Regions from separate parts of the Rattus norvegicus genome. Here region 1 is linked to region 2. The links are chromatin contacts, called in public Hi-C maps. All regions are on one chromosome and are shown on one strand. Each heading gives the region's core, a stretch centred on a gene start, on an enhancer-like site or on the middle of the called end of the contact. The rest is flanking DNA. Distances are from core to core; before and after follow the strand shown. Region 1 holds the start of LOC134479883 (a long non-coding RNA gene). Region 2 overlaps Ppm1h (protein phosphatase, Mg2+/Mn2+ dependent, 1H).

The links. Hi-C and Micro-C count contacts between places; a contact is called where the count stands out from the background.
Region 1: a Hi-C map of Schwann cells shows a contact between it and region 2, with 6 times the contacts expected there. The contact joins two enhancer-like sites. A contact is called at or near these places in 9 of 12 Hi-C or Micro-C datasets (the Rat2 cell line, Schwann cells, frontal cortex and 4 more) and 1 of 1 datasets of contacts at active chromatin or transcription factors (oligodendrocytes).

The regions. Positions count from the first base shown.
Region 1 is chr7:60,424,404-60,429,626 of GRCr8, forward strand. All of the region lies in intron 6 of Ppm1h (protein phosphatase, Mg2+/Mn2+ dependent, 1H), which reads left to right. It overlaps LOC134479883 (a long non-coding RNA gene), which reads right to left and starts at 4,672. Exons shown (of 2, transcript XR_010053727.1): 1 at 896-4,672; 2 at 1-237. Within about 2 kb of position 1,273, at least 61 of the 93 cell types and tissues checked have an H3K27ac peak or open chromatin away from gene starts, as enhancers often do. A contact at or near this core is called in Schwann cells, where this site is marked.
Region 2 is chr7:60,349,583-60,355,466 of GRCr8, forward strand. The region is part of intron 3 of Ppm1h (protein phosphatase, Mg2+/Mn2+ dependent, 1H); the gene reads left to right. LOC134479882 (a long non-coding RNA gene) reads right to left here. Exons shown (of 2, transcript XR_010053726.1): 1 at 5,390-5,884; 2 at 1-2,911. Among named protein-coding and RNA genes, the nearest start is that of Ppm1h, 130 kb to the left of the region's middle. Within about 2 kb of position 2,864, at least 55 of the 93 cell types and tissues checked have an H3K27ac peak or open chromatin away from gene starts, as enhancers often do. A contact at or near this core is called in Schwann cells, where this site is marked.

The sequences.
Region 1 (5,223 bases), core at 23-2,522, 73 kb after region 2:
ACTGTTCCTCCTGCCGTGGCCATAAAATTATTTTCGTTGCTACTTCATAACCTTAATTGCTACTTTCATGAATTGTAGTGGAGAGATCTGATCTGTGACCCCTGTGAAAGGGTCGTCGGACCCGCCCAAAGGGGTCTCATGACCCACAGGCATCTCCATTCAGTTTTGAGCTCTGCTAGAAATGTAAGCAGAGGAGCTCCCTTCACACGGGTGTCTCCTCAGCAGTCCTTTATGGACCTGAGGATGAAACATTGTATCTTAGAAAATGCAAGGCAGTGACTTTCTTCCCTCCTAATGTGGACCCCATGGACCATTAGCCAAATTAAAACTGGATGCCTCCGACTTTTCACCCAGAGTCTGTGCATAGGAAACTGTGTGTGTGTGTGTGTGTGTGTGTGTGTGTGTGTGTGTGTGTGTGTGTGTGTGTGTGTGTGTTCGGCAGTATCTCCAAAGAACCTGTGCATAGGGAAATTGACGCCTCTCATTAGGGGAGCACCGTGCTGGCATTCTGCGGTGTGTGTGCAGCAGGGAGGAAGTGTGGGAGAGGGTGTCAGCTCTGGGAAGCCTTGTCTCATAATTAAAGATGAAACTGTTCCTTCCTGATAGGGACCCTTTCTCTCCCACCCTCATACTTTCTCGGGGACTGTGGAGCAGCTGGGGAGGCCCAGATTGTTTAGAGGACAAAAGGTTATTGTCACCAGGGCCAATTTCTTAATGAAATTGGTTGCTTCCCTGACTCCCCCCCCCCCCCACTGCCCCATCTCCTCTGATGGTTCGCTCAGTGGCTTGATTTATTTACAAAGCCTTTGTCTAAGAGGGGAGGGGCGCTCTGAGTTGGCCCCTGGTGTGGCCTTTCCTTGCTCCCCGCCCTCCCCATCACCCACTCAGCTCTCACCTTCTGTGCCTTGTGTCATTGGTCTGGGTGCCAGAATCCCCAGGCTGGTGCCCCTCCTCCCTGGCCCTTTGTGTGGAGCTGCTCTTGCGGGATGCTCGCTGTAGCTGGCGTAGCTGGCATCCTGTCAGCTCGAGAGCTCCGTGGCCCAGCCCGCAGCACTCTGAGCTGTCTTAGACTGTAATTTGCTGGCAAGCATCTTTGTTACCGACTTGAAACAACAGTTTCTCACAGCTGGCTTTGTGGCACCGGGTCCCTGCTCCGGGGACTGCTGGCGACTTCACTTTTCTCATGTAGGGATCAGTGTTCTCCTTGCCCTTCATCCAGCCACATGGGGTGCTGAGCCCAAGATGGCATTGGTGTGGGAGGAGGCTGTGACTTCACCCCTGGCTTCAAGCCAGATTCTCCAGCAGCTGCTCTGGGCTGATGGGATTTGTAGAGAGGGCAAGGGTCAATGAAGAAAAGTCCATCATGCAAATGTGAGGTTTCTTCCAGATGGTGGTGGGTATAAGCAGTGCACACCAGACTTCTTCGTTCAAGCCAAGCCTCTCTACCTGTCATGTTCACGATGGCCCCGTTGAGGGGGCAGTGGGTGGATGATGTGCTGACAACATGGGATCACATGGTTTATTGCTTTGGGTGATAGACATTTTGATATTTTTTGCTCTGCCAAAGTCCCTTATTTGTAAAATGCTTCTCTCGGTGTCTAGAGGGGGCTTGGGTAAGCATTGTTCTGGTTTTTGAGCTTCTGGGAGAAGCAGAACCCAGAGATCTTGACCTTTTATTTTCATCTCTTGCAGTCCTTAAACATCTAATGATTCTAAGTTAATGATGTGTCAGTGTAATTTCCCCCTCCTCTGTTTCCTTAAAGCTATGAGCAAATTGGGATTTTTCCACCGGGAAGCCAATGAAATCAGCCTTCATTTTCTCGGTTCAGCATTCCCTGCCTCAATAAAAGCGAAGGGAACCTCTCCATTTTTTCCTATGCTCTCGAACATAATATCCAGCAGCCACATGTGGCCACTTAAATTTCAGTTAGTTAAAAATTAAATAAAATTAAAAATTAATTCACCAAGTCTCACTGCCCACATGTCACTTGCTCAGTAGCCACACCCAGCTAGTGGCTACTGGATTAGATGGTGCAAGTTAGAGCATTCATTTCAGGTGAACTGTGGTCTGGATGATGGGCGAGCATGAGTCTGGTCAGGCTGTGGCAGAAGTTGTAGCTGAGCATCCCACAGCGAAGGGTGAGCAGGGAGCTAGGGATGCTAAGGACTTGCCTACAGTGTATGAGACCCTGGGTTTCATCTCTGGCACAATAAAAATGGGGCATGGTGGCACATGTCCATAATCCCAGCACTTAGCAGGTGGATGCAGGAGGATTAGAAATTCAAGATCCTCCTCAGCCATATAGTGGACTTAAGGCCAGGCTGGGATAGATGAGATCCTATCTCTAAATAGATTGGATTAGATTAATAGATATTAGATTAGACTTATAGATGAGAGATAGCTAGATAGATGGACGGACAGATGGACAGACAGACATTTAGTAGGGAAAAACAAAGGGAAGTCATGGCCTTAATGAGGTAGCTGGGGCATGGGCTTTGCTCCACCTTCCAAATGCCTAGGGACTTCTGTCATGGCATTTAGGAATATCTACCTCATTTCCAGCTGTCCCCTTGCTGGGCAGAAAGAAAAAAAAATACATGCTGCTGACCATGAAGGGAAGCCCACCTCATCTACCCAAATAGCTTCCTCCCTCCCCCCATTCTGTGCAGAAGCACCCTCCCAGTCTCCCCCTACTACTCCCTATGCCACCCTCCCCAATCTGTACAGAAGCACCCTCCCAGCCTCCCTCCATTGTCCCCCTAGTCTTCTATCCTCCCTTTCAGCGCAGAAGCACAGCCTCCCCCTACCACTCCCTAGGTTGCTGCCAGATGTTGCTGCCTTCCTTCTCGCCTTTTCTTTTACTTCTTGGGAAGTAGCTCAGATCCTGGGGATCTGATTAAAAAGTAAGTTCAGTCCCAAGCCTTTCAGTTCCTTTTCAGGGTGACCTTTATTCACAGTCCACAGCCTGGAGCCCAGCTCAGTAATGAAAAGACCCAGCCCCATAGCCTTGGGCTTTTACCAATAATCCAAACACTTTCTGGAAAGAGAGACCCATTGGAGGCAGCCCAGAGTGTGTGTGGGGGGCTGCCGGGGCGGAGTTCCGAGGGTATTATCTTTCCTCTGTGCCCTCTGTCAATACATCCAGGTAGATCATAGCAGAGGAGTAGAGAGATGAGAAGGGCTTGCGGCCAACTCCAGAGTGGCACCCACATTTAATACAAATTGATTTATTGAGTCAAGCCAGAAGCCCTGTTACAGGAACCCCAGGCTCCCGCCTCCCTCAGGCCACCTCATAAAGTTGCATTACTGACACTTCTCATTAGCTTGCCCACTGATCCCCAGGCAGCTCTTAAAGGGACAGCACCCTTCTCTGGGGCTTGAATTTATATGTCGGTCATGCCTGTGGGTCTAATTAGCTCGGCAGTATTAGTCTTACTTAGAAAGTCTGCATTTTCTAGTGGCTCGACTCTTGAGTTTTACAGAGTCATTGAAAAATCCAAAGTCTCTACTTTTCCTTCTCTTTGCTCTTAATCACTCTTAACCCAATCTTTGGAATTCATTCGCGGATGTCTCTGACTGGCGTTTTTGGGGCGCAGAAGGATTTCTCAGTCCCACTCTGTTGCAAATCCTGACATTTCTGTTGTGCTGTGGACCGCCCTGGGAAGCTTTTGAGACTCACCAGAGAAATATCACATTTTAATTTTATAATTACTTCAGAAGAAAGCAGGCCTTTCCCTAGTGAAAGCTGGTATTCATTTCCTCCCAGCAACTTGTGTTTTCATAGTTTAACGATTATTACGGGCTGGCTTAGCAGCAGTCTGGCCGCAGAACACAGAGCAAAATCTCCACTCTGCGGAGATGGGGTGAAGACTTGGCCACTGCCTCAGAGAACTTTTACCCCAAACCTCAGTAGATTTTCGGGTATGAGGATGGTCTGGGACCTAGACTGAGCCCCTCAAAGGCTTCCTGTTCCAAGCCCCAGGCAGGAAAGGGGGGCTGGAGCCATAGGGAGACTGGGTCAGCACCATTCGGAGAGTGGCCTCTCCCCGGCTCACAGAGCCATGGTGATGAACAGTCTTTGCAATGTGCATGTTCTGCATCTTTTCAAGATCTGCAGCTCTTGCTGCAGGAGCAGCAGGGAGGAGAGCCATCCCTGCCTTGGGCAGCACATCTCCTGACAGTGATGAATGGCTCCCACTCCTGCCCCTTGCGGGAAGCCAGGGGAAGCTCGAGGTCTTTACAAATGGTGGCTAGGCAAAAACAGACAGGCTTTGTCAGGCCTCTGGGAAGAGAAAGAAAAGGGATGCCCAAGCAGCCTTGTCCCTCTCGATGGAGCGCCCACGTGCACACTCACACATACCCTCACCTCTCCGCTCGTTTAACTGGACCGTCTTCACGCCTAATGAAGCCAGGCTGCTTACAGCCTTTCTTCTCCAAAGAACCTCCTAGGAGTCACAGCTTTTATCCTCCCTGTCCCACACGCTCACTTAGAATGGGTGGGCTGCTCGTCCTCCATGAATGCAGGCTGGGGTGTATAACACACGGGACTCACACAGCTTCAACTCTTCCGGGAGCCTTGGGAAATGTCACAGGCAGGCCTTCAAAATTTTCTGTTGAGGTAGACAGATCAGGGACCACTGAACTCCTGGGGACCCTCCTTTTATATTTTGCAGACCTATGCTATATACCTGCTGGGTGTGAAGCATGACATTATGAATGTGGTAAAGCCAGACTGCCTTGCTGACTCAGTTCTCACCTGTGTGGCTTTTACAAATCTCACCAGTGTACTCCAGGGAGGTCCCTCCATTTGTGATCGGAGGCTAATTAGAGAATCAAGCCATGGTTACATTGTGACTTTGTATGCCAGGTGCCTGGCAAAACTCCTGGCTCCTGAGTGCTGCAAGGATATCTAATTCAATAATCATTAGACATGTGTGTGAGTGTACATGTATGAGTGAGTGTGAGCATGCATGTGTGTGTGAACATGTGTGTATGTGTGAGTGTCTGCGCATGTGTGTGAACATGTATGTATACATGCATGTGAGTGTACATGTATGTGTATGAGCATACATGTGTGTATGAGTATGTATGTCTGAGCATGTGTGTGCATGTGTGTATATGTTTATGAGTGTACATACATGTATGAGTGTATGAGTGTGTATGTCTGTGCATTTGTGTGTACAGGTGTGTGTGTGTGTGTGTGCGCGCGTGTGTGTGTGTGT
Region 2 (5,884 bases), core at 1,614-4,113:
AGTGGACCACTGTGTCTCTACCCAGAGCCAGAGGTAGATTCCACCCTTTTGACCAGGAGGTGTAAGAAAGAACAGAGCAGTTGGATAGTTTCCTTTCCTACTCTTCTCCAGGGAGAAGGAAGGTGGTGCCCATTCCTCTGTGGCCTTAAAAGCTACTGATCACTGTAATATTGTGCCATATCCCAGTTACATTACTGTGATGTTCTAAATGATGTCAAAGCCAGTAATAAAATGATGATAGCACTCCAAAATGTATTTGGAAATCCCTAGCCAGAAAAAAAGGACCACCCATCTCTAAGGCACATGGGTAGTTTTTACAAAATTTAGACCAACAGAAGAAAAAAAGGCATGATTTGAACAAGCACTCTGAACTTCTCTGAAACAGTTCCTTTGCTCAAGTTGCCTGAACAGTGTGAGAGGTGTAGAGAGGTGGTGACCTCTGACCACTAGCATGATTTCTAGCTCTGACCACTCACCATGCAAGCTCTTAGGGACAGGTTTAGCTCGACAGCCCCTTTGTCATGTCATGTCTTAGATCTGACTTCCTACTGAGAAGGCCAATTCCTGTTTCCACTACAGAAAACTGACTGTGGTCTCTTGAAAGGAGAATCTCCAAAATTTAGCCACTGATTGCATGGGGTGATCTTCAGAATTGACAGCATAGAAATTGTTTCAGTAGCCTCAAAATAATAGCTGAAAGGTTACTGTCACCTCATATAAAATCCGTAAATCCGTTTTCTTCCCTGGTTCTCCTGCTAATAGATGATTTAGGGATTCTCTGTCTCAAAGCAAAGCTTGGAGGAATTTCTTGTTTTGTTTTGTTTGTTTGTTTGTTTGTTTGTTTGTTTTTGAAATGCTAAATGCAACCAATTTCCTTATCTCCAATTTTGTGGGTTCAAGTCCGCCTTCTAACAGTGCTTAGGTCAGCAGCTTGATTGTTTCCTGGCCCAGGGTGACAGGTGTGAATGAGATAACCATTCTGAGTCCTAGTTCCAACCACCCCCATCCCTACTCTCACACACCCTGCACAACCCTCTACAAAGAATGTTTGGGTTGAATAGACAACACTTCAGAGTCATAGAAGAAGTTAATTCCATCACTAGAGTGGCTGTCAAAGATTGGGAACAAAGCCAGACAAGCCTTTGAGCTTACCACCTACAAGATTTAAGCTCAGGAGAAAGCTGAGAGACTCTCCGAATGCTCACTGACTTCCTTTCAGTATTGTTAGGTAGGTAGCCAGGCAGATCTTCTTGAGCTTAGAAGCCATTGAGGATGGGCCCCTCCCTGTGGCCGATTTTGGACCTCACCTGTCATTTCCCTGGTAGCCCTAGAGAGGGAGGAATCTAAACTGGCCCCTGTAGTATTTGAACTTATCAGATGGGAGTGCCAGTGTTCTGTTGAGACCATTAAGCTACTTCCTCTTAGCCCAAAGAATGGAATCCACCTCTGGCCTTGAGTGGCCATCTGCCCAAACTTCAGAACACTGCACCCATTTTCTCCTTCCCCAAGAATTAACCTAGCTTGTGGTGCCAAACACCTGCCTCACGGGACACATGGTTCACCTGAGGGCATGCTAAAGCTATGGAAGCCTTTAAAAAATACTGTACTTAACAGAAGCCCTTCCCTCAGTGCAGGGCCTTGTGGAGCTTCCACCCTGTGAGCTCCTACCCTTCCATTTCCTTCTTCCTCAGGCCTAACTATTTTTCAAGCCTAACCCTGATACTCTGAGCTTCCTCACTTTTCTCTGAAGACCTCCCTCTTCTGCCAGCCTCCGATGCTGAACATGCCAGCCTTCTTGGACCCTACCTCAAAAGGCACAGATTTCTCTCTCCTGCTTCCTCGACTGCCAAGATTACAGCTTGCCTGGCTTCCTGTTTTTCCTCTCAGAGCCTACAAACAAATTGTCCAGAGGCTTCCTTCTTCTGACTCTATTTCAAAATTCTTCTATTGAGAACCCCGAAGGGAACCCCAGTTTTCCCAGTAACATGATGCATGCAAGTTCTTTGCAACTGAGAATGTCCTAGTAATTTTTTTAATAAGGGAGAAAATAGCTTTCATGGGATTTATTTTTGTTTTATCTATATGGGTGTTTTGTCTACATGTACGTCTGTGTACCACATGTGTGCAATATCCAAAAAAAAAAAAAAAAGTGTCAGATCCCCCTTGGAAACTCAAGTTATAGATGGTTGGAAAACACCACGTGGATTGAGGAAATCAAACACCGGCCCACTGGAAGAGCAGTCAGTGCTCTTAACTACTGAGTTGTTTAGTCAGCCCCCAAAGTAACAATGTTTTAACTTGTAAGGCTACTACATATTTTCTAGTACTGGAAAGTGTGGGCAGTATATAACGACATTATACAATCATAAGAATGAATGCAAAGGTAATTGCTAATTTATAAAGTCTAGAATTTCAATCAGCCTACTCACGGTAAGTTTAAACTTCTTTATTTAAGCTTAGTCTTTGTTTGCAGCTGGAAGTTCTTCTAGGAAGGGATGGGCCTGTAATTCCACAGCAGTCAGCAGGTGGCGATATTGGACAGTCCCGTTTTTCTGTTTTTCCTTCTTCTCTTTGAAACTCATTGCCTAGCTGGCAGATGGCCTTGTTCTCAGAATAAGCCAGGATGAGACCCGGATACTGAAACCATGCAGAAGCTTATTATTTGTGACTGACACTATTAGCAGCATGCTCAGAGCCATATTATAACCCAGCCAGGGGGAGCTGCCAGGTATATTAAAACTGCCTGGCGCTGGCTTTCTTCTGCTGACCCGCAGCGCTTTCTTTTCACAACCTGGAACTGGTGAGCAACAAAGGCTGAGCCTGGAGTCACGTCATCTCTGAGACTTTCAAATCAAATTACAGCCATTCCGGATGATAAATATGCTTTTTTTTTCTTTCTTGCAGCTCTTTCCTGTTGAGTGAGCCTCACATTACACACACTCTCTGCCCCCACCCCTTGCCACAACAACAACAACAAAAACAGCAAATAAAAGCAGGCAGCGTAAGAATTGGCTCTTTTCTTTGACTCAGAGACGAGCCTCGCCCTAACATATTGTCTAAGCCGTTGCAACAGAATAACTCAGCTCCTCTCAGTAACACGTTGCCTCCACTGGGCATTGGGACCCCGGACTGAGCAGTCAGAGACTCAGTTCTCTGGTCCCTTCCCATGTAGACCACACTTGGAAGGAATTAGTAGGTAGATGTTTGCTAGCTCCTCATTCTAGCTGTATGTCTTGGAATCCACCGGCAACTAAAATGGAGAGAAGTCCTGGAGCTCCTGTTCAGCACACAGCAGTAGGCAGCTTTTCTCCTGATCACGTTAGCTTGTGAAAAAGATACTGAAAACTCAAGGGCTTAAAAAATAGACAGTGTGATTTTTTTTATTTTTTTATTTTTTGTAAAAGTGCAAAAAGCTTAGCCCGATTTGAAAGACTGAGGAAAGGGAAAAGTGGTTCATTCCACAGTAAATATATCTTTATTGACTGCATTTATCGTGTTTAATCTCATAGTAAAAGAGCCACCCAGATGGTCCTTTAATGTTCCTTTTAGTACAAAGATTTTCTGAATCTTCTAGAGAGGAGTAGGTGGTGTGGGTAGGAAAAAAAAATAAAATGTGCTATTTTGGCTTCCAGGGAGGAGGGGAGAGAAGCAATTATTTTTAGAATCTGTTCTAGTTGCACACAGTTTTAGAAGAAATGGAAGAGTGTGTGTTAATGTCAGTGAATTCTTCAGGGGATGAAGTCTGCAGAAACATCCCAGCGACAGTGCTGGCAGAGAACACACTTCTAAGTACTGTGTGTGCACGTGTGCCTCCCTCACAGGTGTGGGGGAGGGGCTGGTCAGACCATGCATGTGGGAGGAAGCAGGGTTGCTTGGATTCAAAAGTAGCTAGTCTCGAATCCATTCTCCGTAAGAAAGTAACATTGCTTATTCAGGGAGAGGTAGAGAAATAATATACAGTTGAAATATAGGAAAGGCAGGAGCAAATTGAATAAAGTGTGTCTGTCTGTCTGTCTGTCTACACACACACAGACACACACACACACGCAGAACCATACTGTTAATTTATCTTAAGGTACAAGCTGAATAAAGTAACCAGAATGTTCCCCAGCATTAAAAGTAAATATGAACTCCACTGCTGTAACAGAACATCTTATTGTTGAACACTGTCTTGATCCCTCCCAAGGATTAAGTCATTTTTAAAATCATTCTTACATGATAAATAGCGTTCCCACTTGTGACCCAGAATAAGCTTATTTGCTTCGATCCCTAGAGAATTCTTTACCACGAACAGCCCTTTAACGTGGACTCTTTGTGTAGGGTTTTCTTTTTCCTCTTTCGGATTGCACTAATAATTCACTTAAGCCTGTCAAACGCCATCCAGATTCCAATCCATATGCAGCATGCAAACACTTGGATGCTTCAAGAATCTTTAATAAATAGTGCCCTTCATTCAGACTTACATAGTCAACGGATATTGATTGCAAGTAAGAAGGAAAATTTTCCATAGCTTGAACTGTGCCTTTTAATATACGAAAAATAGTGATGGTGGATCTGGACTTGGGTTTACTACTTTATATATTTATTATATTTTAAATATATATACATCAAACTTTTTAACTTTTGATGTAAAAAAAATGAACAAATCTTCCCACAGAGGGATTCTTTATATTCTAGACACTGAACAGAAAAACCCAGATCTCTTGGTGTTTTCCTCTCTCTTCCTTGAGAGACTTCCCCACAGAGCCACACGCCCCTCCTACCCTTCACCTTGAGTTTCCTACCATCCTTGGCACATGATGTCATAGGCTTCTCTCTAGAGCACTGGCAGTCAGCTGCAGCCAGGGTTCTTAGTATCTCGATGTGCATCTGCTTGGTAAATGTGGTATTTGTGAGAAGGAGCCTCTGTTTCTCCTCTCATGGGTAAGGTGGTGGGTGAGATGTTGGTTTAGAAATCCAGACTTTTTTTGTTAAGTCCATTCCTTTATAGGTCCATTCATAGACACTACTAAAGCGATGTTTAACTGGCCCTGATACAGAGGCCAAGGGTCTGAAGGGGACAAGAATGGCCACTGCTCTCAATGGTGACATTTCCAGGCTGTGGTAAGGATCCTGTGACTGTGGCTGAGACCTGACCTCAACCCCCACCCCGAATTTAATCTTCCTAGCACTCCTTAAGGAAACAGTTTATAGAGCATTTAAGGAAGTAAATGCTAAAAGGCAGTGTAGCCCACTGAACAGCGCTCATGCTCGGCCCCTCTGTAGCCCTTGAAGTTGCTGTCTTCTCCCGAAAAGGCTTCTTGGTTTTCTTAAACTCCCACAGCCCTCACACACCCCAAGACCCCCACACATACCACAGCCTCACACACACCACAGCCCCCATACGTACCTTACCATGGCTCCTCAGCTCCTCAACCTGGCTCTGGTCCTCGACGTTAGTCTCTCCCTCCTGTATGGCCTTTTAAACCACCTCTTTATTTACCGTTTTTATATAGGGTCTTAGTAATAGCCCTAGTCAGCCTTCTGTATCACGCTCCTGCATGCAAGGGCTGCAGGCATAGGCAGCGGAAGCCATCTTTTTCCGTGTTCTTTTAAGCAGTTGCTGCCCCAGTCTGTGCCCTCCTCAGCTTGGGAAGCTATTGCTTGTTCTGTCCCTACTCCTAACACCTGGAACACAGCCGCTGTGGTCCAATGCTGGATGATTAGATGTTCTCCCCCACTTCCCCCTCCCCCCTCCCTCCTCCCCCCTTCCCCCTCCGCCTTTTCCTGAGGAGGCCACAGGAAGCAGCTAACTTCAATTCTGAGACTTTAGGACTCACAAAAATACCCAAGACCTCAGCACTGTCTGGGCATCCCGGGTACCGTTTCTCCCTCTCACAGTTTT